Regions from separate parts of the Cricetulus griseus genome. Here region 1 is linked to region 2. The links are chromatin contacts, called in public Hi-C maps. All regions are on one chromosome and are shown on one strand. The core of a region is the stretch at or near the end of the contact, and the rest is flanking DNA. Distances in the headings are between cores, read along the strand shown.

Region 1 (2,700 bases), core at 50-2,549, 170 kb before region 2:
TGTAATTCTTCTTGCTGAGAGTCAAAGATAGCACCTGATCAGCACGTTCATCCAGAAGTTTGCAGAAAATGCTGCGGGGGAGGCATTAAAATCAGGATGAGAAAGCTGGGATGGGTGAGAGTCATGTACTCAGGCTGACCGGGTGGATCCTCCTGCATCCACCTCCCAAATGCTGGCTGGGGTTACAGGTGTGTGTGGTTACAAGCCCCACCTCATAATGGATTATCTTTTTAAAGATGTATTTTCATCTATAATCTCCAGTATCCTAACAACCCTAACGCTGAAAAAGTTCAAATTGATAGGCACAGACTCCCAGCTCTCACAGGTAAACCGGCGAGAGACATGGACAAATACAAAACAGGAAATTAGGTATCATTTTCCCAGATGTTAAATTAATAAACTTTAAAAACAAATTTAAACACACACATTATTATTACACTGCAACCAGAAGCATAAACTGGCTTTAAAAAGGGAAGAAAAAAAAAAAAAAACCTGTCTGAAGAAGCTGGCTATGGGGAGCAAGCATCTCAAAGCTGTTCAATTCTGGCAATGAAATCCTATCTCTGTCCCCAGCCAGACCTGCAGTGCAGAGTAAGGTTTCTGTCTAAATACCCTGTAGTTCAGTTATTTATCATGGAAGCTATGTTCAAAGGACAAAGAGTGACTTAAGTCCCCAGAGCCCCACCGCCCTTCTGCTCAAAGCCATGGCTTTCCACCCCACCCAGAGTCCAGGGGCCCACAAGGCCCTCTCAGGCTGGTTGAGCCTCCTGGGCCCTTCCTTGCACCCTTTCTGGCATCCTCATTGTTCCCTCTCCCGGGATATCCACTGGGCTTGTCCCTCCCCTCCCCGCAGGCCATCTCACTGTAGCCTTCCTTGACCACCCACTGATGCTTCACTACTCTCTACATGATATCATAGGTACTTCTGGTTGTCTTCTGGATGGACAAGGATCAGACTTTACAGTCTTGCATCACTGCTCAGAGCCCAGTACAGGCCTAGCACTGAGTAAGGCCTCCATGAGTGAGTGAGTGAGTGAGTGAGTGAGTGAGTGAGTGAATGAATGAGGGAGGGAGAGAGGGAAGGAGGAAGGAAAAGAAGGAGGAAGGGAGGGAGGGAAGGAGAAAGGGAAGGAGGGAGGGAGAGAGGGAGAGGTTGATAATAGTGTAAGAGGCGGGCAGAGGCACACAGGCCTGTCATTAGCCCTGGAGAAACTATCAGTGCTTAGCCACTCCCAAGGCAGGCCCAGGTAACAGCTCAACCTTGCTCAAGCAGATATTAACAGACCCATCCACACTGCATTCCTGAGGCTTTAATGACTCAGGGGAAAGAAATCCTTACAATGAAATTTTATGGGCAGCATTCTGACTCTGAGGGGAAATTTTTTTTTTAGTTTATAAAAGCGGTGACACTCAAGTTCAGCTTTCCTGGAACGGGGGTGTTCCTCCCCTCTGCCTGACTCCATGACGCACCCTCCCTCCCCCCGGGACCTTTCAAGCACGAGTGGGACAATTGTTTTTGGGGTCCTCTCCCCCTTCCTCAGAACTCGGTGAATTCTAAGTCACATCGAAGAGGCAAAACTAACACCAGAGAAAAGGAGGGGCAATGGAGTGTTAAGATCAGGAGAGACTGTGGGGTGTGCTCGGGTCAGGAGGGACAGGGACAGTGGGGTGCGCTCAGCTAAGGAGCCCCTCACTGCCTCAGCCCCATTAATTATTCTCAGTCCTGGACCCCAGGGGACACAGTGGAGCCCGTCAGGACAGATGAGGGTTAGACCTCAGCCATGGAGCCTGAACAGGTGCCCTCTGTTTCAAAGCAACCTGCAATCTACCTCTGGCAATTTTTCTGAACCTGGCACCCCTCACCCTAAAAGACAGCCTGTCAAACCTGTGTCACCAGCCTATCCTGAGGAGGTAACCCTGGGATGCTTCCTGTTGAGTCAGGGTCAGGCTAGCTCAAGACATACTCAAGCATCTGCCACCTCTCTCCCTTCCTTTTTGCTTAGCCTTTGCCAAATTTTCCTTTCTTAAATTCTGCTTTTGCTGACTTCTCTTTTTCTAGACCTGCCATAATGGCCCTGCATTCCCACTCAGCAACAGCTGATCGGATCTATGTGAGCCCAGCCTTCTTTGAAGGAAAAGCTCTTTCCAATTCACTACAGTCCTCACCCAAGCCCATTTCCCACAATCTCTCCTCCCTTACCTTAGTGGGGACCTGAACTGGTGCCAGACCATTGAGTGGCACTTTTCTTGGCTTCCCCTGCCTGAGAAAACTCTGCCAGGCTTCAGCCTTCCCTAGTAGAACAAGATGTTCTTTTCTTTTTATTAAGAGGCAGAAAAATGCTTTTCCAGCCACAAAGTGAGTACCTGCCACACACATGTGCTTTGAACATACACCCAGCATCAGCAGCTAGAAGCTGTGGCCACAGGTCTAAGAGAACATAGCCTCTGCTCTTGAGACGGTCAAAGCTGCAGGGTTGCCAGGATCCAGAGGTGTGGCCACCACCTTGAGCACCAACCGCATAGGTAAGACAAGGGTCAGCTGATGCTCTCAATACAGGACCTGCCAAGGAATAGTTTTGGCTTCGCTGGCCACATGATTTTTGCAACTACTACTGAACTTCACTGCTGACACCCAAAGAGGCACCAGATGATGATGGGCAGACAGATGGTTTTGTGTTCAGTGTTTACCAAAACCTTTGT
Region 2 (2,700 bases), core at 117-2,616:
TAATCTAGCAGTGAATATTATTAAATTTGGATATTTCAAATATACTAGAGATAAACAAACCATGCATTAGTAGCCAGCCTAAAGCAGGGATAGAAAACTATAGAGAGAGCTTTGACTGAAAATCAAACCATGCAAGATCATGTGAACTGGGCCACCATAACATCTGGAGCATAATAAATGTTCAGCAAACATCTGCTTTATTACTTTTAAAAGACACAAAGCTAGGAAATATTGTTTTCATTCACCTATTAATCAGACAGACCATGAAAGCAAACATGAGATAAAATACCCTGTGGAGTAAGGCACAGAGATCTCATGATGGCCCATATCAGAGTACAGATAACACACAGATTTGCTCTATTATTACAGTGAGGTATCAACTTGCTACAGTAATTAAAAAAAAAGATTTCACAAGAAAATCTACCTTTGTTTAAAGAAAAAAATCATCTACTTGACGACACAGAGGCTGTCATGGTGGTGATGGACTGAAACTGAGTGGAAGCTACCCCACTTTAACAGAATACAGGCTTTCCAGTTGCCCAGAGTTTCCACTTATTGTGTACTCCAGACAAATTCACTCATTTTTGTAGTCTGTCATGTTCCTAAGAGTCTGAGTTCTAGTCCTTGCTGTAAACACATATGTATCAGTTGTAAGCACACATGTGCAATTTGGGCTCCTTACCTTTCTGAACCTCAGCTTTCTCAAAAGTAAGAATTGGTTCAAAATGATCTCTGAAAGCTCTGTGATTAGAACTTATAAGACACAAAGTGGTATCAGCAATATTTCATACTTTATTCCTTGGTCTTATTTCTCAAAATATTAATTTTATTTTGAGGCAAATAAACTACCTACTAAATGTAAGATAGTAAAAAAAAAATAAAATAAGTTCAGGCCCTCCGACACAATATCTGAATCCATTCATGGGCCTGACTAATTTCCTTGTAATTAAAAGCTAGAAGGCTGTCTCAGATAGATAGGATCATCCATGTTCATTCATTCCTATTATGGAAATTCTCAAATTCCTCTCTAGGATGATTACCCTGCCTATGACTAAATAAAGAGTGCACAGCACAGAGCCCCAGGGTACGGGAGTTTTCAGAGTATAGACATAGGAATGATGACAATATAAACATGGAAGTAGTAGCAAATGCCTGTAATCCTACCCACTTAGAAGGCTGAGACATTATGATTGCAAGTTTGAGGCCAGACTAGGCAAATATATTGAGACCCTATCCCAAACAACTTAAAAGCAGCAAGAAGATCCTGTCTGGACTAGTAAAATACTCCCAGTTGTAGAGATCACAGTTAACTGGCTGAGTAAGCCTTGACTGTGGAGGAAGTCAGAGTCTATGAATCACTTTTGAGAGACATGTTCCACGACTAGGACAGTAAATCTGTCTGGCACTTAAAACTGTTTGTACACTTAAAACTATGAGCTTAGAGGACTAGTTTCATCATAAATCCATTACTTAATTCATCCTAATCAAGGCCTCTCAAAGTTGAACAGAAGAAATGATTATCAATCCTGATTTACAGCTGTAGAAGCTTTCTGTCCAGAAAGCTAAATACCACACATTGATCAAAGTACTCAACGAGTGACTTCAGCAAGTATTTATTGTGCTTTTACTACATCCTGGGACTTGGAGAAAAGACAATGATGGGTTAGCTATGCTCTTAGTCCCTAAGGAATAAACAAAAATGTCAGACATAAATCTATTTCCTAACCCACAGGGTTAGATGTCTCTGATATCTATAAGGGGGATACAAGTAGACTGAAGACTGATTCAAGGCCAGAGTTAATAACTTTCACATCCTCTTCATCCAAAAAAAAAAAAAAAAAATTTACTGTAACCCAAAAGCAATGTAGTTTATCAAAGAAACTATAATGTCTATAAACTCTCACTAGGATAAAAGCCATAAAAATAACTTAGTCAAATCTGAACAAAGAAAATCAAAAGATACTCAATGTTTTTTGTTTTTTGGGTTTTTTGTTTTGTTTTTTGTTTTTGTTTTTTCGAGACAGAGTTTCTCTGTGGCTTTGGAGGCTGTCCTGGAACTAGCTCATGTAGACCAGGCTGGTCTTGAACTCACAGAGATCCCCCTGCCTCTGCCTCCTGAGTGCTGGGACTAAAAAGGCGTGTGCCACCACTGCCCTCGCTCAATGTTTTTTTATCATTATATATTAATCTACAAGGCAAAACCCACTTTACATGGCTCTGCTTCTGACAATACCTACCCAAGTGCCTCTGGGCATGCTGGGTATTTACAATCTCTAGATTAGTTTCTCAACCAGGGAACACATTCCTCTTTTAAGGGGCGTTTGGCCATGTTTGACTTTTTTTTTTGTCTTTCAGGAGGACAAATGAGGATGACATTATTGGCATCTAGTGAGGAGAGGCCCCCTGCTGTTACCCATCTCACAACACACAGAACAACCAACCTATCACAGAAGAGACTCATCAGGCCAAAATACTAAGTGCTAAGATTGAGAGACCAGGGTCTACCTGTCGGCAGAGGCCTTTGATCTGAGTGTTTTAAAGATACCATATGCTTTGGATGCTAATATAGTCTGAAGAAAACATAGTATCTACTTTCTTTACCTATTTCATCTTTCCTGCAGCCTACTTTCTTGGCAGTAAGAGAAGAAATTATTACATTTATTATATATTCATATTAGTCATGAGAAAATAATCCCATGT

Evidence for each region. Hi-C and Micro-C count contacts between places; a contact is called where the count stands out from the background.
Region 1: a Hi-C map of fibroblasts shows a contact between it and region 2, with 3 times the contacts expected there. The contact joins two enhancer-like sites. A contact is called at or near these places in 6 of 8 Hi-C or Micro-C datasets (the CHK-Q cell line, the CHO-K1 cell line, the CHO-S cell line and 2 more).

The regions. Positions count from the first base shown.
Region 1 is chr5:123,433,345-123,436,044 of CriGri-PICRH-1.0, reverse strand. All of the region lies in intron 3 of Actn1 (alpha-actinin-1), which reads right to left. Among named protein-coding and RNA genes, the nearest start is that of Actn1, 61 kb to the right of the region's middle. Within about 2 kb of position 1,299, at least 3 of the 6 cell types and tissues checked have open chromatin away from gene starts, as enhancers often do. A contact at or near this core is called in the CHO-K1 cell line and fibroblasts, where this site is marked.
Region 2 is chr5:123,265,132-123,267,831 of CriGri-PICRH-1.0, reverse strand. All of the region lies in intron 6 of Dcaf5 (DDB1- and CUL4-associated factor 5), which reads right to left. Among named protein-coding and RNA genes, the nearest start is that of Mir1843, 15 kb to the right of the region's middle. Within about 2 kb of position 1,366, at least 2 of the 6 cell types and tissues checked have open chromatin away from gene starts, as enhancers often do. A contact at or near this core is called in the CHO-K1 cell line and fibroblasts, where this site is marked.